Regions from separate parts of the Mus musculus genome. Here regions 1, 2, 4, 5, 6 and 7 are each linked to region 3. A link is a contact called in public Hi-C, HiChIP or PLAC-seq and promoter capture Hi-C data. All regions are on one chromosome and are shown on one strand. The core of a region is the stretch at or near the end of the contact, and the rest is flanking DNA. Distances in the headings are between cores, read along the strand shown.

Evidence for each region. Promoter capture Hi-C pulls out the DNA fragments that hold promoters and counts their contacts. A called contact is a pair of places that touch in the nucleus more often than the background predicts. HiChIP or PLAC-seq counts read pairs in DNA pulled down with a chosen protein or histone mark. Capture Hi-C pulls out chosen DNA fragments and counts their contacts.
Region 1: an H3K27ac HiChIP or PLAC-seq map of T-cell acute lymphoblastic leukemia shows a contact between it and region 3, with 8 times the contacts expected there. The contact joins the promoter of Trrap here to the promoter of Ccz1 in region 3. A contact is called at or near these places in 6 of 39 promoter capture datasets (the 3T3-L1 cell line, hippocampal neurons, liver and 2 more), 3 of 484 Hi-C or Micro-C datasets (the MNK3 cell line, cortical neurons and embryonic stem cells), 11 of 115 datasets of contacts at active chromatin or transcription factors (the 230-238 cell line, T-cell acute lymphoblastic leukemia, bone marrow-derived macrophages and 7 more) and 3 of 9 other capture datasets (adipose tissue, liver and macrophages).
Region 2: a contact with region 3 is called in a Hi-C map of B cells, with 12 read pairs. The contact joins the promoter of Zdhhc4 here to the promoter of Ccz1 in region 3. A contact is called at or near these places in 6 of 39 promoter capture datasets (the 3T3-L1 cell line, erythroid cells, hippocampal neurons and 3 more), 4 of 484 Hi-C or Micro-C datasets (B cells, embryonic stem cells and memory CD8 T cells), 4 of 115 datasets of contacts at active chromatin or transcription factors (the 230-238 cell line, memory CD8 T cells, pro-B cells and 1 more) and 2 of 9 other capture datasets (adipose tissue and liver).
Region 4: a contact with region 3 is called in a Hi-C map of B cells, with 11 read pairs. The contact joins the promoter of Rnf216 here to the promoter of Ccz1 in region 3.
Region 5: a contact with region 3 is called in a Hi-C map of CD4 T cells, with 3 times the contacts expected there. The contact joins the promoter of Zfp12 here to the promoter of Ccz1 in region 3. A contact is called at or near these places in 1 of 484 Hi-C or Micro-C datasets (CD4 T cells) and 1 of 115 datasets of contacts at active chromatin or transcription factors (bone marrow-derived macrophages).
Region 6: a promoter capture Hi-C map of neural stem cells shows a contact between it and region 3. The contact joins the promoter of Zfp853 here to the promoter of Ccz1 in region 3. A contact is called at or near these places in 2 of 39 promoter capture datasets (liver and neural stem cells).
Region 7: a contact with region 3 is called in a promoter capture Hi-C map of liver, with 2.2 times the contacts expected there. The contact joins the promoter of Spdye4b here to the promoter of Ccz1 in region 3. A contact is called at or near these places in 2 of 39 promoter capture datasets (both in liver) and 2 of 9 other capture datasets (liver and pancreatic islet).

The regions. Positions count from the first base shown.
Region 1 is chr5:144,767,252-144,770,392 of GRCm38.p6, forward strand. Trrap (transformation/transcription domain-associated protein) reads left to right here and starts at 1,543. Exons shown (of 71, transcript NM_001081362.2): 1 at 1,543-1,596.
Region 2 is chr5:143,327,427-143,330,930 of GRCm38.p6, forward strand. It overlaps Zdhhc4 (zinc finger, DHHC domain containing 4), which reads right to left and starts at 1,812. Exons shown (of 8, transcript NM_028379.5): 1 at 1,740-1,812; 2 at 965-1,144. It overlaps 0610040B10Rik (RIKEN cDNA 0610040B10 gene), which reads left to right and starts at 1,882. Exons shown (of 2, transcript NR_027874.1): 1 at 1,882-1,927.
Region 3 is chr5:144,013,222-144,016,608 of GRCm38.p6, forward strand. It overlaps Ccz1 (CCZ1 vacuolar protein trafficking and biogenesis associated), which reads right to left and starts at 1,632. Exons shown (of 15, transcript NM_177682.3): 1 at 1,478-1,632. The coding sequence starts at 1,591. It overlaps Gm24311 (a small nuclear RNA gene), which reads left to right and starts at 777; the gene lies at 777-880. Gm33427 (a long non-coding RNA gene) reads left to right here and starts at 1,938. Exons shown (of 2, transcript XR_377194.2): 1 at 1,938-2,755.
Region 4 is chr5:143,111,037-143,114,488 of GRCm38.p6, forward strand. It overlaps Rnf216 (ring finger protein 216), which reads right to left and starts at 1,984. Exons shown (of 17, transcript NM_080561.4): 1 at 1,863-1,984.
Region 5 is chr5:143,233,874-143,237,039 of GRCm38.p6, forward strand. It overlaps Zfp12 (zinc finger protein 12), which reads left to right and starts at 1,290. Exons shown (of 5, transcript NM_001289589.1): 1 at 1,290-1,506; 2 at 2,381-2,443. The coding sequence starts at 2,429. It overlaps 4930448H16Rik (RIKEN cDNA 4930448H16 gene), which reads left to right. Exons shown (of 5, transcript NR_040700.1): 5 at 637-875. Gm38735 (a long non-coding RNA gene) reads right to left here and starts at 657. Exons shown (of 3, transcript XR_868668.3): 1 at 261-657.
Region 6 is chr5:143,291,746-143,295,167 of GRCm38.p6, forward strand. It overlaps Zfp853 (zinc finger protein 853), which reads right to left and starts at 1,789. Exons shown (of 3, transcript NM_001370826.1): 1 at 1,108-1,789; 2 at 482-599. The coding sequence starts at 1,119.
Region 7 is chr5:143,179,085-143,182,359 of GRCm38.p6, forward strand. Spdye4b (speedy/RINGO cell cycle regulator family, member E4B) reads left to right here and starts at 1,933. Exons shown (of 8, transcript NM_001384193.1): 1 at 1,933-2,554. The coding sequence starts at 2,537. Rbak (RB-associated KRAB zinc finger) reads right to left here and starts at 1,691. Exons shown (of 5, transcript NM_001045482.2): 1 at 1,465-1,691; 2 at 402-458. The coding sequence starts at 416.

The DNA of each region.
Region 1 (3,141 bases), core at 293-2,792, 750 kb after region 3:
CACCACGTTTCTTCACCGCTCTGGCTTGGCTTGAGGTCTGTCACCTTCCAATTTTGTCTTGAAGGGAGGGCATCAGCTACAAGCGGGACAAATGTAGTTGTCTCAGGGTGACCTAGCAGCATAACACCCGAGTTTGCCTTTAAGCCAACTGGATGTCAGTCTATCTGCCCCTATCCCAGGCTGGTCTCGAACTCAGAAATCCGCCTGCCTCCCCCCCCCCGGCCCCCCCCCCCCCCCCCCCCCCCAGTGCTGTGATTAAAGTCTTGCAGGAACTACTTCACTCTCAGGCGGCTGATCAGCAATAGAGCGCTGGCCTAGTGGATGTGAAGCCCTAAGTTCAACACCCAGCATTGCTGGAAGAGGAAAAATAAAATCTCAGGGAAGGAAGTCCAGCCCTGAAGGCCACACATACACACACACACACACACACACACACACACACACACAGCTGGCCTAGTGGATGTGAAGCCCTAAGTTCAACACCCAGCATTGCTGGAAGAGGAAAAATAAAATCTCAGGGAAGGAAGTCCAGCCCTGAAGGCCACACATACACACACACACACACACACACACACACACACACACACACACACACACACACAGTGAACCAACTGGAGAGGTATTTCGGGTGTCAATCACCCTTCAGTCTGGTTCCTGCGAGGAAAAGGGACACGGGGTTGGGTGTGGAGGCGATGACGAATCTTGAAGCTGCAGCAGCCCAGAGCCCCACCGGCCTAGGTGCTCAGCAGATAGGTCACCCAGGCGATGATTTAAAAGGACAGCACGCCCACCCAAGGCGGCAGACCGCCCCTCCCTGCCCCGCTGCCCGCCCAGGCCGCACCCACTTGGGGGCGGTGCGCCCGAGCTTAGTTCTGGTGGGCGGACGCCGCGGCTTTAAGCCGGGGCGGGACTGAGCGAGGAGCAGCAGCGGCGTCGGCGGCGAGAGTTCTTGGGGACTCGGGCCCGGATGCTGGGGGCTAGTCGGCAGGTCCCGGTAAGCGCAAGGGAGGGCGGGTGAACGGTCCCGGGAGATGCACGCGCGTGCGTGTCTCAGGCGTGGGAGAGAGTCGGTGCAGCACGACGGCTCCACGGAGAAGTGGAGAAGGCTGTCCCTGCTTGACCGAGGTCCTTCCGGCCCCCCAGGAGCCCTCCTAAACTAGATCAGCCACACTGCAGCATTTAGTCCTCCGCGGCGCCGGGCTGCGCTGGAGCGGATGGAGGGACGCGCAGCGCTAGCGGCCGCGGAGGTTGGCCCTCGGCGCTTGCCGTAGCTCAGCGGCCTGCTGGGGGGCAGTCGCTGAGAGTCCCGGGAAGGATCGGCGACAAAAGGAGGGAACCCGAAGGCCGTTTGCGACGCGAAGGGATTGAGTGAGGAGTCGAGGGGGCTGCGGCACCCCACCAAAGCCATCCTGGCATCTGCGGGCCTCCACGCAGGCTCCTGGCTCTCTGGGCCAGACGCTGAGAGTGAAGGTAGCGGCGGCTACGGCGCCCCCTGGCGGCCCGGAGGCGCGTTGTCCAGCCAGCCGGGCGTCGTGGGCGGGGCGGACCCGATGGAGGACGGCGGGCTGTGGGGCCGTTTGCCTTTTCCTTACCTGGGTGGGGACTCCGTGGGCTCGAGGGCATCCAGGCCTGAATCCATATCCTCTCGAAAAGCTCAGAACCTCCTTCCAGAATCCACAGGCGGATAGGGTAGCCCCCTGCTTTCAGGTTCTTGGCCCAGGGAGAAGCTAGGCCTGGTCCCTGGGAGGATCGGGTGGGAGCTCGGAAGTGGCACTTTTACTGAGTGGCTTATAAAAAGGAGATTAAGTGTCGCAAAAGTTTGCGCAGATGATTGGGCTATAGCTCAGAGGGTAGAGTGTCCCCCTAGCACACCAAACCCTGGGTTCGATTCCCCAGAACCTCCTAGCCCTGGGGTGATGGTACACAGGCCTGTCAGGGGTCGGGGCTGGAAGCTCAACAATCAAGGCCAACCGTACATCTACATCAGCCTGCTCCTCCTACCCGAGCTACACAACACCGCCTCCACAGCAGAAAAGCTAGATAAAAAGTTTGGCCAGGATTAGGGCTTCTGTTTTGTTCTTAAGAATGCCTTGACCCTGAGTCTAGTTAATAGTCGGTGAGTATGAGGGACCTCCAGTGTTTGAAGGAGGAACTCTGATAGGAAAAGCAAGAGTTTGCCAAGTCACGGTAGCAAGGCTGATAGTATCCTTAGCTTTTCTCTTCTCTCCCTAGGAACAGGGTCTCTGGTATTATGTAGGCCTGGCTGGTCTAGAACTCACAGAGATCCACAGAGTCCTGGGGTTAAAGGCGTGCACTGGCACACTCAGCTTTTTATTTTTTAAGCATTTGCTTGTTTGTGTATGTGTGTTCGGCATGCATGTGGAGCTAAGAGGTCAGCCTGTGGGACTCAGTTCTCCCCCTCCACCCTGTGGTCACATATCAAGATAGGTCTCCAGGTTTGGCTCCAAGCGCTTTACCTTATGAGCCAGGAGTCAACGTTCCTGTTTTCCAAGTCACTGTGGTGCTTTTAAAGTATGCTTTGGGGCCGGTGAGTTGGTTCAGTGGGTAAAGGTTGCTTGCTGCCAAGCCCGATGACCCGAGTTCAATCCCTGAGACCCACACGGTGGATGGAAGGAACAGACGTCCCACAAGTGGTCCCCTGACTTCCTCATGTGCTGTGTGGCACACACCTTCTTCCACCCCAGTTAAGAAAATGTAATGATAAAAAGCATGCTTTGTGTTTTGTGCCTCGACTGTAGATAAGATCCACAGTCTTTGAGGTAATGCTTAGGAGAATAGTTTATTATTTATACAATACTGGGGGATAAAACCCAGGACAAGGCTCTACCATGATGTAGTGTGTATATTTTCCCAAGGTCTCAGGTAACCCTGACTAGCCTAAAATTCACTATGTACAACAGGCTGGCCTCTTGTCCCCTGCGTGCTGGGATTAAAACCATTTGCCCCCATGCTTAGCTGGTTTTATATTTTCTTAAACTGGTTGGGGTGGGATGGGGGGAGTATTGAAGAAGAGTAGTATTTCATGATGAATTCAGATTATGCAAAAGGTGTCCTTAAGCCCTCCTTTTTGTTTTGTTTTTTTGTTTTTTGAACACCGCTGTTGTCATTCATTTATGTGTT
Region 2 (3,504 bases), core at 562-3,061, 690 kb before region 3:
TGAACCTAGGACTTCATGTCACGTATGCTGGGCAAGCAATCTATAAGATAGCCACCACCCCAGCCCCTTACCACAGCTTGTATGATGTGCTCCCTCTCTGAACCTATCCTCTCTGAACCTATAGCTCACAAGCTCAGCTAGACTGACTGGCCAGCAAGCCCAACAGAGCCTACTGTCCCCCTCCCCCATGCTGGACTGTAGATCTGCACTGCCAAACCAGAAGCATAGATAGACCTTTACATTAGGATTTGTAACAGAAGCAAAATCACACGTGTGAAGTAGCAAGGAAAGTAACTTTATGGCCGAGGGTCCCCACAACATGAAGAACTGTATTAAGAGGTCACAGCATTAGGAAGACTGAGAGCCTCTGGGATCTGTAGCTCGGACCTGGAGCTCAACGTTTTGTGGCGAGGCTGACATGCATTAAAGCACACTCACGTTGGTGCTGGGGATCCAAGCTCAGGACTTTGTGCTTGCACAGCAAGCACCCTCACTCACCGAGCGAGCTCCCAGCCCACCAACCCCTTGTTTTTTGAGACAGGATCTGACTATGCAGGCCAGGCTAGTTTGGAACTCAGAATTCTCCTGTCTCAGCTTTCAAAGGGTTGGGATTCCAGAAGTGCACCACCACACCCAGCAATACACCCTTTTACATCTTTAAATATTCACATGGATACTGATAAAGTCCTGCAAAAGAACCTGCGCCGACCTCATCAGAATGAGCAACTCCTAGAGGTAGTCAGGGTCCCACACCCAAACTTGGGCATATTTAACAGGTCAGTGGTCATGATGTCACCCATCACCCTCCAGACCAGAATGATGAAATATAAAAAGCCCGTGTTAAGAAACTGGGAACACTGACATTGGCTTTACGAGGCAGGATTCTGGACCAAAATTCCAACGCAGAGAATCAAAACAGAAACTATTAACAAAAAGGAAACAAACAAAAAAATGCCATTCTCACAAGGTAACAGGGCTCCGGTCTACATATTTCTCTAGGTCGGACACTTCCAGCGGCACCTTTTGCGTTCATTTCCCTTTGCCACATCCAAGGAGAATTCAGATAGCAGCTCCGCTTGGGCAGCGCCGTGAATTTGGCACGCGCAAAACTGGCGACATGGTTGTTCCAGGAGGCTGGAACCGGCTGCGGAGACAATCAAACGCAACACTTACATACTGCTGAATAAGTCTCCATGGCAGAGTGCACTGTGAAAGGCATTCAGAAGTAGAGGATGCTGTACCGCTGCTGACCTGGGAAGAAAACTTCAAAGTCCACTAGTTTGGGGGTCTATCATCCCTCTAGCTGTCACTGTCACTGTCACTACGCCTATCACTGAGGCGCCCACACCGGGGTCCAGACGCATGGTGAGGTTGTCCACATGGGGTAGGGCCCCAGTCGTTTCCCTTTGCTGGACACTTTCCGGGTACATTATTCAAGGCCCTTGCATGCTTGAGGTCACAGAATCTGCAGCTGCGGGGAACCAGGGAAGGGCAGTGGTGAATGGAGCCCATCCCACAACCAGATCCCGGACGCATCAGGCTCAGAGGAGACAAGGGAGGCTCGGAAGCAGGCTGGGAGACGGCAACTACGTCCGGAGCCCGGACAACGACTGGAAGAGGAGGGGACACAGCGAGCGGGATGCAGGGGGCTCGGAGAGGACTGTGCTCTCACTCAAACACGGGGTCCCGACGGCCGCCGCCCAGCCGGGGTGTCACAGAGCCTTCCGGAGCCGCCTTACCCCAAACCGGGCCAACCGTCCGCCGCTGCCGGCGGACCCCAGCGGAGCGCTCCCCAAGACTTCCGGCGCGTCCATGGCGTCATCAGTGCCCGCGACGGAGGCGACTTCCGACGGAAAAAGTAGCGGGAGGCCGGAAATTATTGTCTTTGGCCTCTGGTTCTGCGAGCCGATTGTGTTTTCGTACCGTCGTAGGTTTTCTTTCTCTTTTCTTTTTCTCTTAACGTTTGTCTTTCTCCCTCCCTCGTCCTCTGCTCTCTCTTCCTTCGCACTTTTATTATTACTTGACAATTTACTGCCTATGTACGAGTCCTTCGTTCTCCCAACCCCGTCCCATTTTCGTGGCCTTGATTTGATTCTTGTGGGTGTGTTTGCTTGTTGTGATCCGCTGAGTGTAATTCTGATTTCTTGTATGTGCGTAGATTTAAAAAGCTATTTTCTTTTTCTTCTTTAAAAAAAAAAAAAGATTTGTTTTATTTATTTTATGTGAGTCCAATGTCGCTGTCTCCAGACACACCAGAAGAGGGCATCAAATCCCATTACAGATGGTTGTGAGCCACCATATGGTTGGGGGGATTTGAACTCAGGACCTCTGGAAGAGCAGTCAGTGCTCTTAACCGCTGAGCCATCTCTCCAGCCCTAGCTATTTTCTTTTTAAGAATTTCTTTCCAAAATATGATCTCAGCTAGGCATAGTGGCCCATGACTTTATTCACCGCCCTAAGGAAACAGAGGCAGGTCTCTCTGAGTCAGAGGTCAGCCTTGTTTACATGAGTTCCGGGACAGGCAGGGCTACATAGCTAGACCTTTTCTAAAACAAAACAAAACAAATGAGCAAACAAAATTAAAGTCCCACCAAATTATACCAGGCTGGCCTTGGGCTTTTGAACCTCCTGTCTCAGCCTAACTTTGGTTGGGATGGCAGGCACACCTAACACAGGAACTGGAATTTTCGAGCACTTTTGACAGAATATGAAGGCTGTCTTGGGTCGGTGCAGGAGAACTGCTGGACTGTGCCGAGCCTTTGCATGTCCTGGCGGGAACTCAGCAGTAACCCTTGACCACCCAGCAGGTACCTAGACAGGGACACCTGTGTCTTCCTGGCAGACACACCACTGGGCCCTGTCCCAACAGTCCCAGCATGTTCCACTGCAGGGGTCACAGTATGTCCCCCTGTGAGTCAGGTTCTGCTGACCGCATGCCCCTACTCCTGCCATCTCTGTGCACAGCTTTAACGTCCTCCCTGTGGGGAGCAGTGACTAGTGTTTTATCCCTGAGGATAAAAAGGCTGTTTTGATAATGGGCAGGCTTGGCTTGAGAGGAGCTGCTGCTAAACATAGCACTGAGAAGGTTCCTGGAGGGGATGGGGGTGCTGCTTTGTCTGAGTGCCCCCCAGGTCCTCCGAGAACTATTCTTGACGCCTCTGAAAAACAGGTTCCCTTTGAGGAAAAAAATGTCTGATCTCTAAGCATTAGCCTCAAAGCTCCCCTCTCCTGTTTGCTTTGCTTCCTACCCCAGCTTCTCATTTCTTTTTCCTTTTAGAAAAAAAAAAAAAAGAAAAGAAAGAAAACAACTACCTTTCTGAATGTATTGTATCCAAGGCCTTTGCAATGTTGGGAGCAGAGTGAGCAGGTGTGGGGAGTCCTGAAAGACTGGTTACATTACGGAGGTCATCTGGCATCCAGAGAAAGCTACTGCTTCATCAAGCAGTTCTCCACCCTGCTGTAATTAAATACCTTGAATTTTCTTTCTTTCCCCCATGTAAATGA
Region 3 (3,387 bases), core at 382-2,881:
AAAACCAGGAATGGTTGGGTCTGGTGGCACACGTCACGAATCCCAGCACTCTGGAGGCAGAGATAGGAGAGTCTCTGAGTTGGAGGCCAGCCTGGTCTACAGAGTGAGTTCCAGGACAGCCAGGGCTACACAGAGAAACCCTGTATTGATGGGAAAAAACAAAAAACAAAAAGCACCTCCAAAAAACAAAATTCATTGTGATTTTGTAACTACTGCAAGCCATCAGTGTAAGAGGTAATTGTGATATTCACCAAATCACATCTCATCAGTAGGACAAGATGAAAGTCTCAGATTTCTTCCCATGTGTCAGAAACCCTCACAAGGAAGATGCAGGTGTGCGCGTGTACAAGAATACAGGATCCACAATTGCACCAAGTTGGTTCGGGAGCACTTGGGCTGACAGCCTCTAAATAGGGCTTTTTTTTTTTAAGATTTATTTATTTATTTATTTATTTATTTATTATATGTAAGTACTTATTTATTTATTTATTTATTTATTTATTTATTATATGTAAGTACACTGTAGCTGTCTTCAGACACACCAGAAGAGGGCATCAGATCTCATTACGGGTGGTTGTGAGCCACCATGTGGTTGCTGGGATTTGAACTTCGGACCTTCAGAAGAGCAGTCGGGTGCTCTTACCCACTGAGCCATCTCACCAGCCCCTAAATAGGGCTTTGATCTGCTTGCAACAAAACACAGTTCTAGGCATGTTTTGAGGAAGTTGCCACTGTCAACTCGGAGTAAAAAAAAACGCTTATAACTTCGATTTTGGGTGCTCCCTTCGGCAGCACATATACTAAAATTGGAATGATACAGAGATTAGCATGGCCCCTGTGCAAGGATGACACTCAAATTCGTGAAGCGTTCCATTTTTTTCCAACGTTTATCCTAGACACAGTGAAAAACTATTTCATTCTAATGTTTACCCTAGATAGAATGATTCTACTAGAGTTCGACTATGATACCTGAATATACACCTAAAGCACTCTTAACTCCTACCATCACAGAAATGCTTGCACATAAATCTTTATTGCTACATTAATGACATTAGCCACAAGCTGGAACCAGCATAGATATCAACCAAACAGTTTAGTGGATAGAAATGTGTTAAAACACAATGAGATTTTAGTTAGCCGGAAGGAAAAATAAAGTAACAGTAACATTTCCAGAAAACAAAACATCAATTTTGGGGAAAACAAGAAAAAAGAAAAAATTAACTTTGTGAAGCGCCTCCAAGTTTTTAGTTTTGTTTCATTTTCCCTCTTTTGGGAGCTCTGTCCTACCAATCTGGCTCCACCTTTGCAATCGAAGATTCCAAGAGAGGAGTCAAGTTCGATCTTAATTGCCCAGACCTGACGCGATGGGAAAGACTTTCAAGCCGGGCGGAGGGATTAACCTGGGACCTCCGTTGCCAGGACGGGCTGCGGCATCAGGGGCCGGGCACGGAGCAGGCTCGCGGCCCCTTCGGCTTACCTCTCCCTCGCGCGGCCCGAAACGGGGGTTGTAGATGAAGAAGCTCAGCAGCGCTGGCGGGAACTGCTTCTCCTGGGCCGCCCAAGCACCCGGCCCGGCCGCGGCTGCCGCCATCCCGGCCCGGCCCCCGTTTCGGGAGGCTCCCCTCCGCCCGCTCCGAGGCAGCAGCCTTAGGGAACACCGCACTTCCGCCTCGCTAGCCGGCGGCCCGGAAGAGCTCGAAACTGACCCAGAAGAAAAACCTGCAGTGCCCAGTCCCTCTCTGATAGGTCCGTGTGGAACCAGTTCCCTCGTGTTTATTGGGCTGGAGTGTTTTCAATTATATCAGCTCTCAGCTGGCTGTCATGGCTAAAGGCGAAGACCACGAATTTCAAGAGAAATGTAACAATGGATTGGGGTGGGGGGGGTGTTGTTTCTTTTCTTTTGTTTGTTTGTTTGTTTGTTTGTTTGGATAGGGGTTCACTATGTACACCAGGTTGGCCTCTAACTCACAGAGATCCTCATGCCTCAGCCTCCTGGGTGCTGGCATTAAAGGCGTCATGGATACGGTATTTTTTAAGTGTGAAAAAACGTTTAGGGGAACACATTTTTCTTGAAGGTAGCCAGTTTACATCTGTTGTTGGTTGGTTTTTGGTTTTGTTGTTGTTGTTGTTGTTGTTGTTGTTGTTGTTGTTTTACATTTATTTATTTGTCCTCCAGGGAGGGGGATGTCCTGGCACGTGTATGAAGGTCAGAGGACAACTTGTTGAAATTGCTTCTCCCCTTCAGCACCACATAAACTGGGTGTGGCTGGCACGCCCTGGTGTGGTGGAGGCAGGAGGATCATAAGTCAAGGTCAACCTCGAATATATAGCACTTTTACTTACATCAATTATAAGCAATGGACTATAAGCAAAAGCAAAAATGTCCAAATTTACCTTGCCACAGAACTGGAGAGATGGTTCTACAATTAAGAGCACTGGCTGCTTTCACTAAGGACCTGGATTTAGTTCCAGCTCATAATGGCCAATAACTCCAGCTGCAGGGCATCTGATGCCTCTTTTGGCCTCTGTGGGCACTTGCTCAAATGTGGCACACATAAATTCATGCAAGCACACATATACGTATAAAATAAATCAATCCTTTTTTTTTTAATCTACCCTATCACCAACAAAGCTGATTTTCTTGGAACAAGTGAAAACCTGTAAATCTATAGTCTTCTCAGTGAATAAATCAACAGGCCTAGTGGAAAATATCCTGTCGATTCAGATTTCATCTGTCTTCTAAAGTGTTTGTGAGGTAATCCTATACCCTAGCCGTTACAGAAGAGATACGGGGTAGGTTTTTGCTTGAAATTGGATTCGTGAGCAGTCGTTTACGCAACACTAAACTGTAGTTGCTACACAGAACTATGTAAGCATGCAAATCGACAAGTGTTTCCCATACGTGCTTCATTTTCATTTTGATACAGAAAGAACTATTTTGAAAATCTATAGGTTCTCTAGGCATGGGGGCACAGGCGCTCAGGGTGTTGAAACAGGTGCATTACCAGCTATAAGATAGTCTGAGCTACAGAATGAGTCCCTGTCTCAAAAACAGTTTTGTTGTTCCTATAAGCAAATAAATCAGGGTCTCACATAGCCTGGCTTCAGGATCGATATGTAGTCAGGAATGGCCTTGAATTCCTGATCCTGATGTTTTGACTTCCAAATTCTGGGATTTCCAATGTGCACCACCAGACTCAACCATTAAGCCACCCACAAAGCTGGCTTTAGTGTCAAGTCCATTTAATCCCAAACTACTTCACCAAGCTACAAGCTAAGACTGTAGTTAGATTTAAAAAAAAAATAGTTCAAATTAAAGCCAGTGTTGCAGCCTTATTTTATAAACAAGCAAGACGAAAATAAAAAGAGACTTAGTTTTTCAGTTAT
Region 4 (3,452 bases), core at 734-3,233, 900 kb before region 3:
AACAAAAACAAAAACAAAAACAAAAAAAAAACAAAAATGATGACAAGATGAGAATTCCTGTCTGGAAGGATCTAGAATACAGTAGAGCCCCAAGCACAGTAAACACAGAGCACATTACCTCATGCTGTAGTTAGTAAACACTCAGCAGACTTCATAAACCTTCAATCTCCCTGAGCCACACTTTATTAAATTCCTCCTCAAGAGCTTTTTACTAGCTGCTCTTGTCCTTTTTAGATAAGTCTAAAGTTGCTAATGCAAAAGGCTCACAGGTGTCCAAAAGCCAGGCTCAAGAGCCTCAGCAATCTCCTCAGGCTCACCATCCTTCTCTACCCTCAGAAGGCAGAGCTTGGCTATTTCTTAATTAGGATAAGCTAAGGTCATAAAAATACTGTCCTTCCCTCCAAGCAAGGGCAGTGACAAGCCCCTTCTCTACATGTTAAAATAACAAGCAGACGGAGCTTTCATAAGGTCACCGTTCATGGTGGGGATGAAAACTTGACCCTGATGCACACAGGCTCCTATACATACTCTTTCACCCTTGCTCTGAAGGAAAACACAATAAATCCATTAGTCTCACCCAAACCAAACCAAACAAACAAAAATCCAGCAAGGAAGCTGGGCGGTGGTGGTGGTGGCGGCGGCGGCGGCGGCGCATGCCTTTAATCCCAGCACTTGGGAGGCAGAGGCAGGCGGATTTCTGAGTTCTGAGGTCTACAAAGTGAGTTTCAGGACAGGCAGAACTGCACAGAAAAACCCTGTCGCGAAAAACAAAAAACAAAACAACAACAACAAAAAAATCCAGCAAGGAGTTGAGAGTGGAGCTCAAAGGTAGAGCGGCTGTTGAGTAGGAGAAAAATGACACATGCCTTTAATCAGGAAGCAGAGGCAAGCAGACCTCTGAGCTACATGCCCGCAAGGGCTACAGTTAGACTCAACAATAACAATAACAATAACAATAACAATAACAATAACAACATAATGGCAAGATGTGGTGGGGTGGCCTACACCAGGGCAGAGGCATGCAAATTCCTGAGTCCCTTGGGCCCAGCCTCTACTTTTCAGGTTTCAGGCTAGCCTCGGCTATGCAGAAAAATTAAAAAAAAAAAAAAAATGAAGAAAAGAAAAGAAACGAATCCAAGACAAACCCCAGCGGAGATGGCGTCCAAGACACTTAGCACAATGGAGAAGAGGATACCAAGTCATTGCACCCTTTGGAGATGCAAGGAGTTCGGGATCACCGAGGAGCCCCACGAGGGGCCGCCTCGTCCCCTCGAGCGTGGGTCTTGCCGCTCACCCCAGGGTGCCACGCGCACGGGAGCGCTCTCCGCTACCACGCACCGGGACTCCCGACTGCAGGAGTTTCAAGTCCCCTTCACTCGGGAGCTCAGACTGGGATGACAGGCGTCAACTTGGACTCCAAGGGGCCCCAAACTGGCCCGGGCTGGAGTTCGAAGTCGCCAGTCGGTCGCCTCTTCCGCTTCTCCAGGCCGCGGTGGGGAGCGCGGCCACCAGAGCGAGCCGCCAGAGAACCGTCTCTCAGCAGCTCGGCGCCCCCCGCGCAGCAGGCCGGCCCGAGAAACTTCCTCAAGTGACGGGAGGGGAGCCGGCAGGCCAGCGGTCGTCGGCGTCGCTCCCCTCCCGTCACCCCCCGCGCGGGTCCCCGGGCCCCCGGGGCTCGCGAGCGCGTCCCCCTCGGGCCCCGCCCCCACCCCGGTGGCGCCCCGGCGGGAGGCCACTCTCCTCGCTCGACCCGCAGCCCCGGGAGACCGCGCGCGCGAGCGCCCATCACGGACTCGCCCCAACACAGCCAGCCCAGCTCCGCGAGCGCGGCTCGACGCCCGGGAGTTCAGTCTCAAGTTCACCTGAAGAAGCAGCCGCTGGAAAAGCTCCCCCGCTGCGACCGCCGCCGCTGCGACCGCCGCCGCCGCCACCGAGGCCGCTACTGCGTTCCTTCCGGCCTCGCCACCGCGTCCACCTCGCGCCTGCGCGCAGCGCCCCCTCCCGACTAATAACAGGAAGAACCATAGAGGGACGCGGACAGTCGGGGAGGAGGGACCTGGAGAGCGAGACCATAGAGATGGGTGCCTAGCCGGCCTCCATCCAGGCTCCACGACTGCAGAACCTTGACTCCTCCTTGCTGTGGGAAGACAAAAGAACAGCTGAACCACAGGGTCACTGTAGCCGCCCCGATTTAGCTATGAAATCAACCGATTAATCACGTATCTATCCCCTCTTGAGGTGATGCTCTGTACCAGGTGAGAAAGGTAAAATGACCCAACTCTCCTCCCAAGGTATTTGGTGAAGAGTAAAAGTTCCAGCTCTGTTCAATCAAGGTTGGAGTGCTGGCCAGCGCTCAAGAGCACCGACCCAAATTTGATTCATGGAACCCTCATTGCAGCTCACAGTGGTCTGTAATTTCAGTTCTAGAAGATCCCTGACGATCTCTTCCAGCCTCTGTGGGCACCAAGCATGCAAGTTGTACACCGATATACATGCAGGCAAAACATGCATATGCATAAAATCAAAATAAAAAATAGAAATTGAATTTTTTTCAGCCAGGCAGTGATGGTCCACACCTTTGATCCCAGCACTTGGGAGGCAGAGGAAGCCCTGAGTTCGAGGCCAGCCTGATCTACAGAGTGAGTTCAGTATAGCCAGGGCTACACAGAGAAATCCTGTCTCAAAAAAAATTTTTTTTTAAATAAATAAAAAAACCTCAAGTTGTGTGTGTGGTTGTATGTGTGTATATGTATGTGTATGATGTATCTGTGTGCTCTGTCTGGGCTTCTATAGGTTGTGTATGTATAAGTGTGTGTGCTTGTGTGTGTGTGTATATGTTGTGTATGCTTGTGTGTATGAGTGTGTGTATGTGTGCTTATATGCGTATGTGTATATGGTGTGTATATGTAATGTGTGCCTGTGCTTGTGTTTATGTTATATATATATATATATATATATATATATATATATATATATATATATATGAATATGAGTGTGTGGTGTGCTTGTGTGTGTGTATATTATGTGTGCTTGTATATATGTGTATCTGTGCTCATGTGTGTATGTGTGCTCTGTGTGTCTGTGCTTATGTATGTTATGTGTGCTTGTGTGGATGTGCGTGTGTAGATATGCTTGTGTGTGTATGTGTGTATATGGTGTGTTTGTGCTCTGTGTGTGTGCTTGTGTGTATGTGTATATGTTATGTGTGTGCTCTGTGTGTCTGTGCTTATGTGTGTGTATGTTGTATACAAATGAGTGTATGACGTGCTTGTGTATGTTATGTGTGCTTGTGTGTATGTGTGTGTGTATATGCTTGTGTGTGTGCTCTGTGTGTCTTTGCTTGTGTGTGTACACTTGTGTGTATGTGTATATGTTGTATGTGTGTGTGTTTCTGAGATTGAACCCAGGGCCTCATAGATGCTAGAGAAGCTGTCAATCACTGAATTACATTT
Region 5 (3,166 bases), core at 40-2,539, 780 kb before region 3:
TAGCCCAGGCCCCTCATTCAGAGACGTAACCCCTGCTTGCCATGGGGAAGGGAAGCTTTTGGTTTAAGAGATAGGAGCCAGCTCAGGTGGGCACCTCAGTTACCAGGTGAGGTGAGAACCTGGGAGAAGGTGCCCCATGGCAGTGCAGGCCTTCCGAGGAGGAGGGCTCACCCTTTCTCCTGAGACCATGTGTGCCCTGCAGCATCTGAGAGGGATTCGTGATGCTTCTGTCTCCTGCTGGTTGCTCAGCAGTTTATTACCTAGGGTTGGCGCTCCAAGGTGCTTGGTGCTTCTGGGAAGAAAACGTTACTCTCTGCATTGGTGCAGAGAACTTTCTGTTTTGGTAGACTTTGTTATTAGTTTTGATGCCAACGTCTTTATGAAGAATTAGACCAAGACCACTGCTGCATTAGTTCTGTAAGAAGTCGATGGAATGTTCATTGTATTGTACCATCTCTGAAAACTGTCATTGTCGCCCGGCCCCAAATGTCACCTTTCAGAGGTCAATTAACAGAGAGCTATTTTCCTTCTTTCTGTGAGTTCTTTCTGGTTCTCTTTTTAGTTTCTGTGCATTAGATGTGTGATATAGAAACCCATCATTTGTGTTTTCTCTTCCTTCCTTTTTTGCATCTGCAGCTTCTGTTGTGTCTCCATCAACTTTGGAAGCAGATAGGACAAGAGCACTTTTGCATTATTCAGGAGGGCCGGTGAAATCTGAGAGGAATTGACTGACCATAGGGTTCCACGTTTGAGCATTGTTGCCGGACTGCAAACATCAAGTTGGAGAAGTCATTTGACAAACACGTTTTTTCTCCCTTTCTATGTGTGCCTTCTGGTGCTTTTAGAACTTTTATGCATTTGTTGTATGATCTGGCAAAGCCACTGTTTTTGTCTTCTTTCTTTTAAAAGAGGTGGTAGACACTTCTTATACTTAAATGTTTGATGGAAACTTCTAGCACTTCAGTTAAACAGAGCGTGACACATTTTTTTTCCTCTCTCTTTCATCTGTTAGAATCTGCCTTTTATCTAAAAGCACCAAGCTGGGAGAGGTCTGGGTAAATGGATATAACCCCTCAAGCCATTCCTGGAGGTTCAAAGTGAGGAAAATCACGAAGGTTACTGTTGCTCTCAGCTCGGTACCCACAAGCTGCTGAAACGAGGAGGAGACTTGTGCGACGATCCCTGGAAGCCTAAGAGTTCTGGGCGGCCCCTCCCCAAAGATGAAAGGAAGACCACAGGGACCAGCCCAGTGGCACGCATGCTGCGCGTGCGCACTTCTGTTTGTGTGCATGCTCGCGCAAGCGCACGTCCGCTGCGCTGGCCTGGCTTCCTGCGGTCTGTGTCTCTACGCTCGCAGCTTTGACTTGCGCGAGCTGGAGTCGCGAGCCTGCGGGCCGAGGCCGGTGCGTCCGGGTCGGCAGCAGGCGAACGCAGCTTTGCAGGCCGGGGAGGCCGAGGGCCGGGCTGACGGGGGCAGCGAGACCCGGGCCCGGCGCGGCCTCCTAGGTGAGGCCTGAGGGTGCAGATCGCGGCCGTGAGAGGGAGGCTGGGTCCGTCTGATGGCTTGCAGGGGGGCCTGAGACCGCTTGCCGAGGCCTGAGCGATCAGCGCCTGCGCGATGCCTCGGCCCCCTCCTGTCCTCAGCGTGCGGGATCCGGGACGGTAGCAGTGGTCGTGTTGATGGCTTTGGGCTGTCTAGATGGCCCGAGGATGAGGCGTGTGGGCATAGGAGCGGTCAGTTCAGTGACCTGAGCTGTAGAGGCGCTGTCCAAACTCCTACCTCACTTGACATCCCTGCCTCCCAGGGCTTCTAAGTCTCATGATGTTACTGGGCGCCATCGGCACCCTTGCTGTGCCTGTTAGTTTTCCCGATCCTCTCCCTGCAGCATCCTGTGGTCTAGTTCAGGAAAAGTTTGTGTTTGCGTCTGTTCATAGGGGAAGACTGTGGGTCTGCGATAGTGGTGACATAACCGAGGTCACGCAGAGGGTTTGTTAGTGGGAGTGCTAAGTCCCGGGCCGACGGCGTTCCTTTTGTCATATTAAAGTCGTGGTCACAGTATCACGTAATTGTATATAAATACAGTTCCCACCAGGTTAACTTTTGTTTTCAGAGCAGCTTGTGAGTATTCTTTTGTATCCCTTAGTAAATGGCAGTTATTTAACTAGCATTTCTTGTTCATTTCTTGTTAATTCACCTCGTCAGCTGCACTCATTCATTCCCCCCAAGTCCCAACGCACAGTTGCAATTCTCCAGTCCTTTCTGACAGCCAGTGAGACCACCATCCCTCCGGTTTTCTTCTGGGAATGTTCCAGGAGGTTTGTGTGCAGGATTCCCCTCTTTCCACGCCCACTCATAATGACGTTGTTTTTCCTTCCCCAGACCCGGCTGCATTAGTCCTTCTACAGACTTTTCCTACTGCAGCGGAAGATGAATACATCCTTAGTAAGTCTGGCTTTGTTTCCGTTGTCTAGTTTGGTTTACTACACTCGAAGAGGCAAAGGAGAGATCAGACTTTAAAGGGGAAAATAGATAAAACAGAAAGAGATAAAAGAACCAGACAAAACAGTAGTGGACAGTAGTAAGCATTGGTTGAGTGCATATCTGTAGGTGGCATAGCCCCTACCAAGTCCTCAGGATGCTGTAGTTGACACCTTGACTATATTTAGAGATGAGCCTATGGACGTGCCTGTCGGGATTGTCTTGATCACATTCATTGATGTAAGAAAACCCATTTTGTTCTGGACAAGACCATTCTCTGGGCATCCTGGACAGCATAAACTGGAGAAAGAGACTTGAGTACCAGCAAACATGTCTTCCTCCCTCTCTTGTTTCCTGATTGTGGATTTGATGTGGCTCCTGCTGCCTTGGCTTATGACGGGCTGTACTCTTTGATCTCCAGTGGTATTCTAACACAGGCATACACACACACTCACGTCCTATTGACCTGTCTGTCTCTAGCAGTCTCTGTGGATTCCTCTGTCTGTTTCTGTGCTGTTTGTCTTGCTGCCCTGTCCCTGGATTTAGAATTTCTCCTGCTCCCATGTGGATCTTTTGCCCTACTTACCTCTGGCCCTCCTGGCTTTCCCCAGCGGCTCTGTGTTGGTTTACCTGTGGGTCAGCCAGCGCCTGCTGAGCATCTCTGGAGTATGTCCAGACAACGCGTAA
Region 6 (3,422 bases), core at 539-3,038, 720 kb before region 3:
GCTGCCCCATCCCTGCATGGGGCTCAGAGAGGGGTCTGGGAGGTTCCACACCCTGGGAGCCCGTGTGGCAGGTGGGGGGAAGGAGACAGATGTTGAGGAAATGAGACAAGGGTAGAGGGAAGGACAGGAAAGAAGCCATTTAGCCACTGTCTGAGGCACTAGAGACAGAGAAACACCCTCCAGTTCCAGGTGGGAGATGGGGGGGGTGCACATGGGAAAAGCAGGTTAGAGCCAGCCCAGGTGTGGGGGTCAGGGCTGAGGCTACTGAATCCTGTCAAGGTGTCTCTTTCTCCAGCAAGACCTTGGCCTGGCAGCCACCTCAACAGGTCCTACGCTAAGTTTCAAGGTAGCTGGGGTTAGCAGTCGTAAATATGCTGGACACACATGGGGTCCCTCCGTGGTGGTCTGGGTTGTGCCAGCTTGCGACTCAACTAAAGAATCCTTGCTGGGGGCCCTACTGTCTCCATACCTCAACCCTCACCTGAGAGGGTGTCAGGCCCTGGACCCCCATCCTCAAGACATCGAAGCTCCAACACAAAGGTCTGGGTTGCTGGGCCCAGCTCCATCCTGGCGGTCACACCAGGGTCTCCCGGAGCAGGCTGTGCTAAGAGGAATAAAGGAAGCTGTTCAGAAGAGGGGTGGTGGTGGCCGAACCCCATTCCTACACAGAATAGCCAGAGCTGTTATTTGATGGATGTACCCAGGGATTCACCTCCGCTGACCAGTGGCCCTCTGTCTCCAATACTGACCCATAACTGTGGGAACTAACCTCTCCCAAGACTGGAAAGCTTGTGGCACGCTTGAGGGTACCTACGGGTACAGCTCCTTGTCCCCTTCCAAAGCATGATCATCCCCCACGCTTCTAAGGCCACAATAGGTCTGGTGTCACCCTGGGTCAGGACACCCTGGGAAGGTAGGTTTCTAGAGCACTGTAGCCCACAGCAGGAGCCTTCTGCAGGCCTGTGCTCCTGTCCTGAGTCCACTCTGAAGAAGTGGTCTGCACATGCGGGAGTCCCCACTCCCCCACGCCAGCTGACTACATCTCCCTCTGGCTTTGGAAGCCCTCCTTAGAGAAGCGGCTCTGCGCGCGCCTGCGCCAGGCCTCACCTGGAACAGCATTTCCCGCCGCCGGCAGCAGCCTCTGCACTAGGGGAGGTGTGGTCACCAGTGGCCACAAGGTGAAGGCCACGGCTGTTCAGCCAGCTCCTTCCGGAGGTACCTTCATCTAGAATGAGGCACGGAGGCTCTGACCACCCCCGGGAGAACCCTTTACGGGCACTCTGCGGGATCTTCGCTGTCAGAGCCGCGGAGGTCGCCCTGGGCCAAGACAAGGTGCAGAGTGGAGTTCCCAGGCAGAAGTTGGTGGAGACTCTCGCGGAGGGACAGGGAAGGGAGGCAGGGTTCCAAATCCAGAGCAGGGATCAGGGTTGATCTGGGTGGCGCGCAGAAGGGCCCAAACTAGGGCCCTAGGTTGGCTCGGTGGGAACCGGGTGACAAAAGTCCTGGACGATCACCCGCCACAGGTGCCCGGGGGGCGGGGGGCGGGCGCCGCGGCCGGGCCAGGTCCCCGATCGCTCGCCCGCCCTCCCGTGCTGGGCATCCGTGCGGGAAGCGGCCAGGCCAGGGCGGGGGCGCTGGGGGGCCGGCACAGGAAGTCCCCCCGGCATCCGCATCCTGTCCCCCGCCCTTGCCGCCCGCCGCGCCCCCGCGCCCCGGCCCCGCCGCCACCACCGTGGCCGCTGCCTTCGCCTAAGCCATAGTCTCTCTAGGCCGCGCAGCTAGCTCTGTGGGCTTAACCCTTCCCGGCCCGGCCACTCACCAGGGCCCCCCCGGGGGAGGTGTGGGTGGGAATGGTGACAGGATGGTCGGCCCTGCGTGCTTCCCAGGGTCCACCGATGCTGGGCGCAGCGCACGCCGCAACGCATCGCCTGGTGCGGTGCGCGTGTCCGTGCGCCACGGTTGGCGACTGCCACTGAAGCTGCAAGGATGGAAGAGGAAGGGGGTACCCATCCAACACCCCCATATTCTCTGAGTCAAAGGCGTGGCTTCAGGACGCCCTTCCCTTGACTGAGGGGTACAAGTTGGGGCTAATTAGCTCGCACTTAACCCGTTCATGGGGAAGCCCCCTCCTGACCTTAGGCAGCTCAGAACAGCCAACCCAGACTCTTGAGTTGGCACAGATAGACAGGTAGAGACTGTGCCAGCTCCATCAGGGACACCCTCAGGAACTGAGGGACCTGCTGGTATCTCTTTGGGTTCTTGCTCTCTCCAGTGGCCAGAGGCCCTCCCTCATTCAGCTACCAGCCAGGAGGAGGGGAATGGAGAGGCCCCCTTCCAGCGTACAGAGCCAAGGCAGCTCCAGTGGCTTTCCCCTGTTTGTTTGTTCCCTGCCTGGGGGTAGGAGTGGGAATGGGAATTGGGGTGTGTGTTTCTTTTCCAAGAGGCTTGAGCTGACCGTCTGTATTTCCCCATTTCCCCCCGCGCAGCTTTATGGGCAGCCCACAGGCTTCTGGCGAATTCACATAAGAAGCCCTGCTTCAGATCTGGCAACAAAAGAGCTGCCTCTATAGAATGGAAATGTCCCCAAAAGGGGGGAGAGTCCTTCCTGGGATCACACCCTGTTCTTCCTGTCTCCCCGCTTACAGCACAGTCTGCAATTCACACTATTCCTGTTCCCCCAACTCCCAAGCCTGACTTGGAAATCCTGAACGATGGATGTCTGTCTGACTTGCAGAGCAGCAGCCCGCTTACAAGGGAAATGGGTGCAGAGGGCCAGAGCCAATACACTGAGCTGTGGGTACACCAGTAGGGGGCCAGCTTTGGAGGCAGGGTAATTTGGAGTGACAAGGGCTCCTTGCAGCCAGGTAACCAGAGGCACCATATAGTCTTCCATCTGTGAGGGTAGAGACAGGATGCCAGGCAGTGTAAGGACAGCTGAGCAGACAGGTAAAGGATGGGGTGTCCTTCTCCTCCCCTAAGCGGATTGGAGCCTCTTCCAGAGACCTCAGTCCCTAGTGTTTCCATCCTCTGTGTATCGTGTGTGTGTGTGTGTGTGTGTGTGTGTGTGTACATGCACACGAGTGTGCATGCGTGTGTGTGTGTGTGTGTGTGTGTGTGTGTACATGTAGAAGCCATATGTCAATACTGGGTATTTTCCTCAATCATTTTCCACCTTTAAAAGGAGGATACACATTTATTTGTGTGCCCGTGTGTGTGTGTGCCCGTGTGTGTGTGTGTGTGTGTGTGTGTGTGTATGTGTGTGTGTGAGCATGTGGATATTCAAGTGCAGGTACTTTGGAGTCCACAAGGGGGCAGCACTGAGCCACCTCTCCAGCCCATCTCCACCTTATTTTTTGACCTAGATCTCTCACTGATTAGCTAAACTGCTGGCCACTAAACTCCAGAATCAGCCATCTCTGTCT
Region 7 (3,275 bases), core at 683-3,182, 830 kb before region 3:
GCAAGTCTTTGCCTCCTATAAGGTACAAAAAACGGCACCTCCCACGAGCAGCTGCAGGTGATGGGATGGATACGATTTTCCTTTTTCTAACTCTGCCAAGTAACTCCATTAGCCTAAAGTTATCAGACTGCCTACACAACAGGTCATGACAGCCTGCCACTCGGGTGTATTTTATATTACAATCACCTTTATTCACTCCTTTCTCCACGACCATCCTACTTACTTATTAATTATTCTATGTATGGATGCTCTGCTGCATGTACACCTGCATGCCAGAAGAGGGCGTCAGATCCCTTTAGAGACCACTCCACTACCATTCAAGAACAGACCTTTGAGTAAGTCTTCCAAAATACATTACAAAGGAGTCAGAAAAAAAAAAATTACAAACGGGAAAAACTTACCTTTGATCTGCTCATGTTCTGCTCCTCTTGGGGGAACTGTAGACACTGCTGACTGACCTGCTGGAGGAAAAGCTCGCTGAAATCGGAGATTAACTGGTCTACACAGGGACATGTCTCTCGCCTGGGAACCACCAAGTGAAATCGCAGCTTATACACACTGCAGAGGTGATAGGAAGGAAATCACAAACCTAACTCCAACAGGTGGAATGGGGGGTGGGAGGCGAGGGGGGGCGGGTACAGTTCTATGATGAACACTACGCTGCCTTCTTTTTATCCACGGGCATTTGGTGTAAAGGTGGGGGAAACAAGGGTACTTATTTTATTTCCTATTCAAACTGTTGCAAAATATGTCACAGTGAATGAGGATTCTGGGCACTATATATATATATATCTGGGATCCATGTTCCATGAGGTGACATACATGCAATCCCAACTCTCTGGAGGCGGAGACGGGAGGATCACCCACTACCAGAACAATATGTGCCACAAGGAATCCACGCCTCAAAAAAACTAAAACACAAAAAGGAAAAATGGTCCAGATGGATAGACGTCCGACAAACAGGGATAAAGCGTGGTTTGTTTTCAAACTATCCAACTAAACTTGGTTACTGCTGCATATCTTAAAAAGGGACTAAGGGAAGAAACTAGAAAACAATGGCACTCATTTCAACACAACCTTGATTAAGTCTCACACCTGTCGCAGACTCAGTCTTCCTTCACGAGCAGAAAGAAGTAAAAGCAGATTTTGAGCACTAGACCATTACGATGCCTCAAGGGCAGACTCGGGGGGGGGGGGGACCACAGACAGAGCAAGAGAGCTGATGGACGCTGAGTGACACCGTGGGAATCTGGAGCCCTTGAGTTCTTCAGTGCCTGCACTCTGTCCTCGGGACTGACCGTGCAGCCCAAAGCGATGCAGCTGTCCCGCTGTCAGCCCGACCACCTCGACCCTCCCAGGCGCCGCAAGCTGGGGACAGCGGGGTGCCCGGGTGAACTGACTGGGCACCATCTGTGCCCAGCATCCCTCCCGCAGCCCCGATCGCTCTGCGCCCTCGGGCCTCACCGAGCAGGCGTCTCCGCTGCCCCTGTCAGCCTCCGCGCCGAGCTCTCGCTAGGCCTCCCTAGCCCGCACAGCCGAGTCTGTTCGCTGCCGCCCCGGAAGCTCCGGCCTCGGCCCTGCAGGCTCGGCAACTCCAGCTTAGCGAACGCAAAGGCTGCGGGAGGGAAGGTAGCCTCGACACACCAGACCTGCAGGAAGTCACCACGGCGCAGTGGCCCAGCGCAAGCGCGGGCACGCGCACAGGCCGCGACGCGCATGTGCAGCATCTTCCCGGAAGTCCGAGTTCCAAGGCTCTCCTTTCTCCCCAAGAATTGCACAGAAACTCTGTGTCCCAGACGCCTTCGCGCGCCACTGCATCTAGGGATCCTCGCGCAAGAACTTACCTCCTCCCAGCAGTTTGGGGGAGGTGCTCTGAGAGCAATGGCTGCCTCCAGCCATGCTCTTACCTTCTTGTTTGTCCTCACTCCCTTTGAGCCTGGAGAAACGGCCTGCTGCGTGAAGTCCCAAGTCTTGTCCCTGGCTCAGGACTCCTAAAATAAGAGGAAGATTGTGTTAGAAGGAAAGAAAACTGAGTGTCATTCTCGATTAACCAAACTTCCTTGAAGTACTAGGTACAAGAAATAACCAGCTGTGCTTTACAAAGAAGGAGGCACAAACACTAATGGTGGGTTTCTAGAACATACGTCTAATGCCCAGAAACTCTAAAAAACAGAACCAGAAAGAGAACACAGAAAGAAGAAAACACCTACCTGCAATGTGATCTCTGAAAGGTGATATTTAGGGCCGGGCGACAATGACAGTTTTCAACGATGGTTACATTATGATGAACGGCTCCTCGATTTCTTATTGAATTAATGCAACGACGTTCTTGGCCTAGTTCTTCATAAAGACGTTGGCGTCAAAATTAATAACAAAGCCTGTCAATAGAAAAAGTTCTCTGCGCCGATGCAGAGAGTAACGTTTTCATCCCAGAAGCACCAAGCGCCTTGGAGCGCCAACCCTAGGTAATAAACTGCTGAGCAACCAGCAGGAGACAGAAGCATCACGAATCCCTCTCAGATGCTGCAGGGCACACATGGTCTCAGGAGAAAGGGTGAGCCCTCCTCCTCGGAAGGCCTGCACTGCCATGGGGCACCTTCTCCCAGGTTCTCACCTCACCTGGTCACTGAGGTGCCCACCTGAGCTGGCTCCTATCTCTTAAACCAAAAGCTTCCCTTCCCCGTGGCAAGCAGGGGTTACGTCTCTGAATGAGGGGCCTGGGCTAAACTCCCCAGGTGACAGGGAGATAGGAACACTCTTTTCTCCAGGTTTACATTGCACAGATGGGACTCAGGCCTTTCAGAAAAGGAATTCCTTGCTTGCAGTGAGGACATTCAAGCTCATATAATTTTTGTATTGAGAGAAGATTTCGGTTTGTACACACATACGGAACAAGGGTTGCCAGTCAACAGACTGAGATCCTTCTGCTCTGCACAGATAGGAGAAGCTCAACCTGTGTGGGCCATCCTAGGTCTACTGGCTGGACCAGCAGGCCTACAGGCTTTCAGCTCCAAGTCCTGACCTAGGGCTCTATTGCCTCAGGCTTTAGAAACTAGACACTTAACGTCCTAGCCTTTCACCCACCAGTGACCCTGGCACCCGGCAGTTGTTGTAATATGTGGCCTCCAGCAGAAGCAGCAGGCAGCAAGTGTCCCTGCTAGTGATAATGATCCTAGATGGACATCAGGTATAGTGAGTGACCTCTCAACTACTACAGACAGGACTGGAACAGCTCTTGAGTCCAAGGTAGATTCATAAGTTCCCCAGGTGACAGG